3 separate regions of the Mus musculus genome follow, and all the other regions are linked to region 3. A link is a contact called in public HiChIP or PLAC-seq data. All regions are on one chromosome and are shown on one strand. Each heading gives the region's core, a stretch centred on a gene start, on an enhancer-like site or on the middle of the called end of the contact. The rest is flanking DNA. Distances are from core to core; before and after follow the strand shown. Region 1 has its middle 4.3 kb from the start of Gm17746. Region 2 overlaps Gm36287 (a long non-coding RNA gene). Region 3 has its middle 230 kb from the start of Gm36886.

Evidence for each region. HiChIP or PLAC-seq counts read pairs in DNA pulled down with a chosen protein or histone mark.
Region 1: a contact with region 3 is called in an H3K27ac HiChIP or PLAC-seq map of differentiating embryonic stem cells, with 4 times the contacts expected there. The contact joins two enhancer-like sites. A contact is called at or near these places in 2 of 115 datasets of contacts at active chromatin or transcription factors (differentiating embryonic stem cells and embryonic stem cells).
Region 2: a contact with region 3 is called in an H3K27ac HiChIP or PLAC-seq map of large pre-B cells, with 6 times the contacts expected there. The contact joins two enhancer-like sites.

What each region holds. Positions count from the first base shown.
Region 1 is chr12:25,123,164-25,126,512 of GRCm38.p6, forward strand. No RefSeq gene overlaps it. Among named protein-coding and RNA genes, the nearest start is that of Gm17746, 4.3 kb to the right of the region's middle. Within about 2 kb of position 1,643, at least 59 of the 459 cell types and tissues checked have an H3K27ac peak or open chromatin away from gene starts, as enhancers often do. A contact at or near this core is called in differentiating embryonic stem cells, where this site is marked.
Region 2 is chr12:25,164,341-25,168,145 of GRCm38.p6, forward strand. It overlaps Gm36287 (a long non-coding RNA gene), which reads left to right. Exons shown (of 9, transcript XR_003950180.1): 5 at 3,020-3,117. Among named protein-coding and RNA genes, the nearest start is that of Gm36496, 25 kb to the right of the region's middle. Within about 2 kb of position 1,526, at least 121 of the 459 cell types and tissues checked have an H3K27ac peak or open chromatin away from gene starts, as enhancers often do.
Region 3 is chr12:25,700,398-25,703,791 of GRCm38.p6, forward strand. No RefSeq gene overlaps it. Among named protein-coding and RNA genes, the nearest start is that of Gm36886, 230 kb to the left of the region's middle. Within about 2 kb of position 2,019, at least 32 of the 459 cell types and tissues checked have an H3K27ac peak or open chromatin away from gene starts, as enhancers often do. A contact at or near this core is called in differentiating embryonic stem cells, where this site is marked.

The DNA.
Region 1 (3,349 bases), core at 393-2,892, 580 kb before region 3:
AATGCAGAGGCGACGTCTGTATTTCTAGTTGCCGTATGAGGTACTTGATAGAAGCAACTTAAGAGAGGAATGGTTTATTTTGGCTTATGGTTTGAGGGGATACAGTCTGTCACTCAGGGTGGGTATGGTAGGGGAGGGGCACTGTAGCAAGGGCATAAGGCGGCTTCTTGTTACAGAGGGTAACAAGGAAGTGGAGAAAGACAGGCCCAAACTGGGACCAGGCTATAATGGAGGCCTGTGCTACCCAGTCTTGCTTCCTTTGGGAAGATTCACTTCTTAATGGTTCCTTAAACAGTGTAAACAGCCAAGGACCAAATACAGGAGCCTCCGGGAGAGTCTCAGATCTAAACTATACCGGTTTTTTTGGATCCCTTTGGGAAGAACCACTCTATACATTCCCTTGCCAGCTGAGAATGCCCAGGCAAGCACACTTTATCCAAACACTCATTTGCATTTGGATATAAGGAAATACAACAAATGAGGAGACATCGTGGTGGCTCAGTGGGCTAAGACATCTGCTTGCAAGCCTGCCTATCGTACTTCAACCCTTGGTCTCCTAGAGTAGGTGAGTACTGATGGACACCGTCCTCTGACCTCCATATGTTCACCCTGGGATGTGCTACTCCCTTACACTCAATCAGTCAATCAATCAATGTAATTTAAAAACACCAGCAAAACAAAATATGTACTGTCTCATGATACCCCCCCCACCCCCCACAGTGCTCAGGTGCCCTGGGAATGCGGTAAAAGAACCTGACTCACCCCCACCCCCACCCCACGCCCCAAGTAGCCTCCTCCATGGGAGGTCTGGCAGCTGTTTGCAACACATGTGACATTTATTCCCCCTCCCCCTTCCATGTGCAGAGTCAGGTGAAGTTAGAGCAAACGGAACCCAGAAATCTCCATTTTTCCTCCACCAAGAGTTCATAAATGACAAACTAAATTAAGTGAAATCATTGAGCAACAACGATGCAGATAGCGCTGGCCCAGGGACCCTGGCAGCCCTACTGTTTTCTGGAGGAGCATTTTATTGACCTGTGCCAGTTAAACTGAGTTCAAATACATTTACTTATTGGTGGAGCAAACGCCATTAGTCTGAGCAAAATTCATTAGCTACCCCAACCCCATCCCTTTTTTGCTTGGCTTTCCTTGCTGGGGTAATTATAAGAGTTTTCCATTAGCAAGTTATAGGAAGTAAGTTAGCTTTGCCTTCTACCTTTAACATCTGACAAAGAGCAGGGGGAGGCCCCCATGTACAACAGCCAAGCATTGGCACTTAGGACCAGGATCCCATGGGAGGACACAAAGGCTGTGGGAAGGGGCAAGAGGGAGGGGTCGTGGGGCTTGTGAGCAATATCACCAGAATGCTGGGGCTTGGCCTCACTCCTTGTGAGCCAGTGTGGGAGGCACAGCCTCGGGGATAAGCAGGCCAGGCTCCTGTCAGGGATCCTGCGCACAGATGTTGCCACCTTATGAGATAATTTCCAGGCCTCAATGGGGTGAAAGGGTGGATTTGTTAGAGAGGAGCATACCTCTGGGGGGCTTTTCAGGGATCTGACCATGACTTCATTACCATGTCAATCCCCGAGTAGGCGCTGATTTAACCCAGCAGTGGGCTGAATGCATATGGACGGGATGGGCCCCTCAGTGAATAGTGAATGGAAAGCCGGCTGGAATCTGCCTTCAGCTTTGTTCGGATATGACCAATGTAAGGGAGCCCCGGGCCTCGGCACAGATGGTGGGAGGGGCCCTGACATCCACCGGCCTCTTCTTTTCTTTCGCGGTCTGCTACTTGCCCATTTCTTCTGTGTCTGTATAAATATTTCAGTGGCCTGGCCGGGTCACTTTGATTTTCTTGTTCACCAAAAGTAAAACTAGCTGGGGTGGGGTGAGGAGGGGCTGGGGGAGGGTAAGATCGGAGCTGCAGTGGGTTTGGTGTCGGTGGGGGTTGGGGGTGTGTGTGGATAAGAACCCGAGCTGAAGTGCAGTAACATCGGAGGCCACACATTTTCAAAGATTGTTGTCAAATTTTAAAAACCCAATTTTGTGAGGTTTAGACGTAGTTGATAATGTCATTAGGAAACCATGAAAAAGACTATTAAAAAAAAATCTCAACAACCGCTTCTTTTTGAGTTCAGAACCGCTTCTTGAATTCTATGGGAATTTTGAATTCTCTCAGTGTTCGGAAAGGAAGAGAAACTTACAGGTGTGGGCTGGGGCCGGTGTCCAAAGGGCCAGGAGTGTAAATCAAAGGGCACCCTGCCATGATCTAGGCTTCCTTCTGCTTTAAAAGTTAGAACAGATGTCACAAGGGGGGCAAAGTAGATTTGGCCAACAGAGGGGCCTTTCTGGTCATCCTTAGGACGAGGCGCCTTGAAATGTTAATGCACACGGTGTGTGTTGCCGGGTTTGCCTAGCGATGGTGGGAAACAGTCCTGATCCCAACAAAACCTTTTGTTATTAATCAAGAAAATCTGGTCCACTGAAGCAGCAAAGAGCTAGAACTGAGTGAGCCACCGCCTAGGAGAGCAGTGCGCGGGAATGCGGTAAAGTTTCTCCATGTCCTCGGCTCCCACAGTTTAGCAGCAGGGCTACGTCTCCTGCGTCTTAGGCTTTAGAAATACTGTTTTGTTTGTATGCTTTTGAGATGCAGGCTTGGGGAACTTGGTTAAAGGCTGTGTTGAGCCATTTCTAAGGGAGAAAAGCTGCCTGCTGTATAGCCTAAGCGGGACATTCTGCTTGGCTTGGTGGTGAGGGGGGCTTCCTGGGTCCTTTCACACCCTTGAGTTTTATTCTGTGCAGAGGAAAAGGAAACTTCTGTTTGGTTTTAAACATACATGGCCATACCACAGATCGTCCCAACTTAAAATCTGCAAAAGTCAAAGGCGATTTTATGTCCAAGGAAGGAAGGAGGGAAAATAGACCTACTGAAACATGGGCACTGATCAGTGCAGCCTACAAGCCTTGTTTTGGTTTTAATTTCTTGTCTTTCTCCATGTGTGTATACATGTTTCTACATGTATGTGAGTGCATGTGTGTGTGGAGACACACGTAGAAGGGTATGCATGCAGATGTTCGTGCTTTCGGAGGTCTGAGGTTGATTTAGGGAGTCAGACTCAAGCATTCTTCTACTTTATTCATTAAACCAAGGACTCTCAATCAAACGCCGAGCTTGCCAATATGGAGAATCTGGCTGGACAGCATGTTCTGGAGCCCCCCTCCTTAGCATCCCCCCCCCCCCACACACACACAAACACACACTCTGTCTCTACTTTCTCAGGCTGGGATTACAGAGAGGCTGCCACTCCTGCAGAGCATTTACTCGGGTCCTAGGGCTCTGACCTCTGGC
Region 2 (3,805 bases), core at 276-2,775, 540 kb before region 3:
TTAACCTGTGTGGCATGTGCACATATATGAAGTACGTGTACAGATGGATTGGTGTATTGTATGTATGAATATGTGCACAAATTTATACTTGTGTATAAGAGGAGATGACCACAGCAGAAGGGTTTGAGCCAGGAGTGGGGCTGCCCTAGATGGTCCTGTTCCTCAATTTCACTGGACACTGGTGAGAGACCTGCTACCCAACTCATGTACATCTACAAATGTCATGGTGAAGGGGAGAGGAGGGCATGAGTTCTCAGAAAAGGCCCACCACTGTCTTCTTGATGGCTGTTTGGCCTTTAAATGCAGGTAGCAATTACCCATTTGGACTATTTGGAGACTAATTAGCTTGCCCCTTGGAGATAGCAGGATGAAGAATGTGTCTCTTTGACCAGATCTACTTTCTCACCTCCCTGGGAAGGGCTTGGGGGAGGTCAAGGGATGACAGGGCACTGGTGAAGGATTGGGGAGAAATGAGTCCAGAGCTACAGGATGCCCTGTAGCTGCTTGGTCCCAGCTGCAGATCCTTCTGAAGATAAAAATAGCCTCCTGCTTTGGTTTGGCCTTTGCTGTTGTGTTATGGGCCACTTCCTTTGTGGGTGCAGCTCTTGGCTGTCTGCCTGAGAATGTAAGGTGGTGTCAGAGCCCCAGTTGGATCTGCCCCTGACTGCAGTGTCACTGTGTCACGGTGGGGAGCTGTGCCCTTGGCATCCCAGGATGATTTGAACTAGACCCACAGAGGCAGGATTCTCATGGTGGAGGAGTTCCAAGATCCCAAGAGGATGAGGAAGGTATCCACTTGGCTCAGATGGTTGCCTGAGCTTAGCTGTGAGTCCAGTTGCATATTGGTTCTTATCAGCCACAGGTCAAGCTCCAAAGAGTTGGTGATGCATTGTAACAATCACAAAGGTATTCCTCCAGGAGGACGCAGACTTGCAGGCAGGCGAGGTATCAGCATAGGCTAACATGCTGTAGATGTGAGAACTACAACATGCCTGAGTATGTTTTGCATGTCTGTTTTGCAGAGTTGCTCTGCCTTTCCTAGGTGCTAGGGATAAGCCTTGGCACCCAGGCCCTGCAGAGTGCAGGCCTACCTATGGAAGACTGCCTCCAGCACCTTCCTTCAGACTGTCACAGGCTTTACCCAGGCTGCTTGTGGTATGTGTCTTCCAAAATGTGCCCAGGTCAGCAAGGAGACTCCAGGCACTTCACCTACATCCATGATGGGTTCTGGACCCTCGCTGGGTGTGGGCGAGACTGGCCAACCTAGAACACTTGCTGTACATGGACACAAGTCACCTCCTGCCCACTCATGCTGGTGTCAGGCAGGGCCCTTGACATTTAGCAGTCTGTCTATGCAGCTGGGGGGCCAGCTCTACCGAGATGAGGGCTTGACCGTAGTCATTTGCACACAGTTGTGTCGGCTCTGCCTCACTGACTGTAACTCAAGGCCAAGGACCTTGCCTTCTTCATACTTGGGGTTTCCCCAGGGCCCAGACTCATGCCCTGCCCTAGAGGACAGCCAGTGCTTGGTCACATGGTCAGGTTTCTTTCTCCACAGCTGCAGCTGCAGTTTGTGTGCAGTAAGGCTTGGCCAGAATGTAGAGGCTTGGACTTGAGACAACCCCTGTCCTGTTCTTCTAGTTCCCTGTGACCTTGTGCAAGGCCCTGGAGTCTTTGAGTCACACCTGCAGAAGCTGTGATGTCTGTGTCTGGGGCTGGGCTTACGTGTTTGTCATGGGATGACCCAGCTGCTCAGGATCCCAGTAAGATGAATAGGGGTTTCTGGAGAAGGACCTGTGGCCTTCTTGTGACCTACAACCTGGACAAATGGCCCCGAGTCTCCCTTTAGGTCCCAGGAGCCTATGGGGAGACAGGGTGTTCATTTCTCTCCTTTAGAGCCAAGAGAAAACCCTGAGTCTGGCAGGAGGTACAGGATATGATGAGGGAGTCTCAGAAATGGGCAGTGCTGTATGGCTCTGAGCTGAGGTCAGGGATGACCCCAGGTGCGTTCTAAGGCACCTCGGGAACAGGTTTAAATAGTGCTATCATGTAACACCTAGGTTGGGATAGGAATGGCCATTCTGTGAAGTGGACTAGAGCTCCCCCAGGCCACCTTGGACTATGACTGGGGAGCCAGTGCTGGCAAAGGCACACATACAATTCCCTTCAGCTGTCTCTGGAGGCTCAAAAACACCAGGTGCAGGCTGTTGGTTAGAATTTCCATTTCCATTACCTGGGGCTTTTTTGTCCAGCCCACCCCTCCCCCGTCTCCAAGAAGGGTGTCATTCCCAAACCCAGTTGGCTGAGGCTCTTTCCAGGGGTGCCCACTTGTTATATGTTGGTGTCTGGCAGGCCTGCTACTTACCGAGGACAGAATGCCCAGCTTATGCATAAGGCATGGGATTCCCCCAGAAACTCTAAACTGCAAGGGCAGAGCCATGTGACAGTGGTCCCAGGAGTCCTGAATCTAAAGCCTGTCATAACCCAGATGGTTTTGGGACAGTCAAGCTAACTCTTTTGTCATTTGAACACAAGGGAAAAAAGTACTTGCTTAGAGTCTGTGTGAGGGGACTAAGTAAGGAAGGAGGGTGAAGGATGTGGGATATGGCTTGCCATAGCTTGCCATGGTGCAGTTAAGAATTAATCAGGGAGGTAGGGATGGTAGCTAGGATGTGAGAGCTGGAGGATGGAGAAGATGGTCATGAAACATTGCCATGGCAACCATGAACACACAGCACCTGTGGATACCTTCATGAAATTCCCCCATGGATAAAGGATGCACCCAGGGGGTCCCAACCCTATTCAAGGAGCTGAAAACTATTAACGCTGCAGAGTGTGTGGGGTCCTTTTCTCTAATGGTGTAGCCACTGGGGGATAAACTGAGAAGACAGGGTTCATATGATTATATATATGTACGTGTATATGTGTGTGTGTATGTATGCATGTATGTGTGTGTGTGTAGCTATCAAAAATAAAAAGGTGGCATGGCTTAGGCAGGCTTCTGCTCCTTGTTTTGTAGATCACCCAAGAGGCAGCCGACTGAAGAGGCACGGAATTCTTACAACATGGAAAGCGTGTTTATTATTCTTTTACTTGACAAGGAACCAGAGGCTACAGGTGCCAGATGCCCCGGCTATAGTGAGAACACAGATCACAACCACGTCTGTCTTGTTTGCTGCTTGTGCCTGGTCCACCAAATAGCAGATACTCAGGATACATGTTCTGAATGAGTAGGGCATCCATACAGGCTGGAAGCTGGGACTCACAGCGTGGGTCTTGTTTGGATTGGGGGGGGGAGGGTACAGTGAGAGTCAGGATGAGAAACATGAGGCACCTAACCAGAGGCAGATGGTTGCCAATCTACAAGCTGGCCAGAGTCCTGTGGGGCATTGCTCTGCCATAGGCTGTGCGCTTGGCTGAGTTGAGGGCTTTAAAGGAAAGAAATCAAGATGGTGTGTTTGCTTACCAAACATTTACTTACCTTGTGTCTGTCCTGTTTGTAGCTCCGTGAAGGCCATTATGAGGCTCTGGAGGGGGCCCCGTGGCTAGCATGGATCTCCAGGAGGGCCTCGGGTTAGACTGGGAAGGCTTCGGCAGTGCTCTGGGGCACGGGGTAGGGAGGGACTGTGTCCACCATAGGGCTGTATAGCAGATGTCAGAGAGGAGGTCTCCTGCAGCCGAGGCTCCAGGTGGCACACACAGGTGCTGGTGGGGAGGTAAGGGAGGTGCTGCATGGTCGCTGTGGGGAAGCTGCCCTAGGGATGTGAGAGTCTGTCGTCACGAGACAGCTGCTGTCATAGGACAG
Region 3 (3,394 bases), core at 769-3,268:
ACATGTGGAGATTACAGGACAGCTTAACAGGAAGTCAATTCTCTTATTCCACAATGTAGACTCTAGGGATCTAACGTGGGTCATCAGGCTTGAAGACCAGAACTTTTGTTGGCTAAGCCATTTAAATGAAACTTTCCAGAAGAGCTAGATGATCAAAAGCCACTTAGTTGTATTAGTGTCTTTTTCTGGTTGTGATATAATAACCTGACAAAACGGAGAAGAGTTTATTTAATCTTAGAGTTTCAGATGGAGAGAGTCCACTGTGGTGAGGAACACGGCAATAGGTGGCGGTGGGGCATAGCACTAGCTGGGGGCAGAGCCCGGCAGCAGAAACAGGAAGACAGTGGTTACCATTGCATCTGTCAACAAGTGGAGGCAGGCTTTCAAAGTTCAGAACCGGTCCCCAGTGACATACTTCTTCAGCAAGTTCGTCCTATTGGTCCCATACCCTTTCCCAAACAGTGTCTCAAGCTGCCAAATGTTGAAACACATGAGACCTGTGAGGCTGTGTCTCATTCAGACTACAGCAGAGGCCACTGTCACTTTGTCACTATGGTGCACTGAAGTGGGCGGTAGGTGCGAGCTTTATGGAAATTGCTGAAAGATCACCACCTCCTTACGCTGCTCCCATTCTCCGCCCCCACCCTACCCACCCCGAGATCCACCTGCACCTACCATGTGTGTTCCAGTGAGGAATGTCCCCCATCATCTTGTTCGTTTGAACATTTGGTTCCCAGAAGGTGCAGCTGTCTGGGAAGGTTTAGGACATGTGCTTTAATAGAGGGAGTATGTCACAGGAGGTGGGCTTTGAGATTAAAGCCTCATGTCATTTCCAGTCATTATCTATGCTTACTGCTTATGTTACAAGACATGTGCCCTCAGCTTGTCACTCAAGCCACCGTGCCTTCCACCTCCTTCATTCTGTCCCCAACATTATGAACTCAAACCCCCTGGAACCATGAGCCTAAATAAACTCTTTCTTCTATAAGTTGCCTTGATCACAGTGTTTCACCACAGCAGCAGAAAAGTGACTAACACACTGTTGCCATTGAACTTTGGTGTTGAACTTCTTAGGGCTAACATTTATGAGAGGTATAGGTAATAGAAATCATTTTGGTAGGTTTTAATTCATTCACTCATGTATTCAAAGCTGTCTTTCTCAAGGCATGTCAAGAAGCCTTGACATAGGTGTATGAGCGAGTGACAAGCTAGCAGTAGGAACTGACCATGGTGTAAACTCACAAAATGCAGCACATTCTAGGTCAAAGAGTAGCCTTTGGGGACCCAGGTGCATTCCTTCACAGGACCCAGAAAGTTGTCAGTGCTTCTCCTACAGGAACGGAGTAAGCACCTGCTTGATTTCTATTGTGTTGTTGCAACACCATAACCAAAAGTGGTTTAGAGAAGCAATTGTTCATTTTGTGTACATTTCAATATCACAGTCCCACTGAAGGAAGTCATGGTAAGGGCTCATTCAGAAACTTGAAGCAGAAGCTATGGAGGGCTGTGGCTTGCTGGATCGCTCTTTCTTTCTTTCTTTCTTTCTTTCTTTCTTTCTTTCTTTCTTTCTTTCTTCTTTTCTTTTCTTTTCTTTTCTTTTCTTTTCTTTTCTTTTCTTTTCTTTTCTTTTCTTTTTTTTTTTTTTTTGAGACAGGGTTTCTCTGTGTACTTTGGCTGAACTCACTCTGTAGACCAGGCTGGCCTCGAACTCAGAAATCCACCTGCCTCTGCCTCCCAAGTGCTGGGATTAAAGGCGTGCCCCACCACCGCCCAGCCATACTTAGCTTTCTTGTATAGTTCAGGACCAGCTGTCCCCCACAGTATGCTGGGCCCTCCTCCACCATTTAACACTAAAGGCAATGCCCAACAGATACAACCGCTGGTCAGCCTGGTTCTGCTCTCCTTTCAGATGACTCCAGGCTGTGTCAGTTTGACAGTTGAAGCTAACTAGGACTGTGTGGAAGCCCACAGGGAGCAGCAGGTGCGCGGGGTGCCTGGTTGTACCTGGGAAATGTAAATGCAAGCTTTGTTTCCTTGTCTCTTGAAATGCTGGAAGGAAAACCACAGGTGCCTTCAAGGAAACAGATGGAAGCTGCGGTGTGTTTTGTGTAACCAAAGCATTAGGCTGTGTTTGTGTGGCTTCGGGCGAGTTACTTCCTCTGAGCTCTGATCTTTCTCAGGTGCAGCTCCAGAAACCATCCTTTCCTTTCCTTGTGGCTTTCTCGGGTCCACCGGCTTGCTCCGCCTCTGTGGTGTAAAAGACGCAGGCCCCTCTGTCATAGGCAGTAGACTGGCATGCCGTCTGGGTTTCCTTTCTAATCTTCCGCGAGTCTCATTCCAGAGCCCTTGGACAATAGGGCGGCATGGTGGGAGAGAGAAGAATGAACTCAGGGAGGGGGCCGGCCAATCTTAGCTTATTTCAAAGAGTTCACGTGGATTGTAAGTGTCGGATCATGAGGAGGCTGGCAAAAGGGCCCGCTCCTCATGAGGTCTGGTTAATATTAGGAATTATTGCCTCAAACACTGCAGGTGTGGATCGACCCCTTTCAGTCCCTGCAAGTGGGGCTGCAACCGCCTTTGACAGCCTCCAAGCTGCAGAGTGCTCACGCCCAGGGCAGACAATGATGCGGGGGAGTTGCTGGTTTTAGGATAGAAAATTACAATGCATATATAGTAAACAGCACCTGGAAGTTTACTAATGATTTTTACAATTAACAGCAGCGGTCTGATTATTCATGCGTGCTTTCTATGAAAGAGAAGAAAGGAAGCAGATGTTGAAAACAGTCACGTGGCTTGGAGTTTACTGGGAGGGGGCCCTGGTGGTGAGAGAAGAAGGATGGATGGGCTGGAGCAAAAGGAAGGAAGAGTGAACGAGGTGGAGATAGCTTCCTGTGGTTTTGCTCTGGCTGTCGTATGCAAATAGCCTCATCCAGATCTCACAAGAAACCTTCAGATACTTTCACATCTTCTTAAGTCATTTCTACACTCTGCATGTTTAAAGCCCCATGTAGTTTGCAGCGGCTGAGCAATAGATATATTAAGTAGTCAATGGAAACATATGATTGGGCTTTTTTTTTTTTTCTGTTTCGTACTAAATTTTGTGTGGCTCTGATGAACATGTAGGATGATTCTGGCTCAATGCCTGTAAAAGGCACCAGGTGGGCTTCTGGTTACTTCTAGAGACTCCTGTTCTTCAACCATGAAGCCATCTGTATTATATTCTGAAACTTGATGTCTGATTCCAATGTTTTTCACCCTTTGTTTCTCAGCCTTTTAAACCCCTTGCTCAGCTCCAAGTAAATTTGATGACTTTGTCTACAACTGAATGCTGAATGGACTTGTTTATATACTGAAAAGGGATGGTGTTGTCAGACAGTGCTCTTAAGGGTTAAAT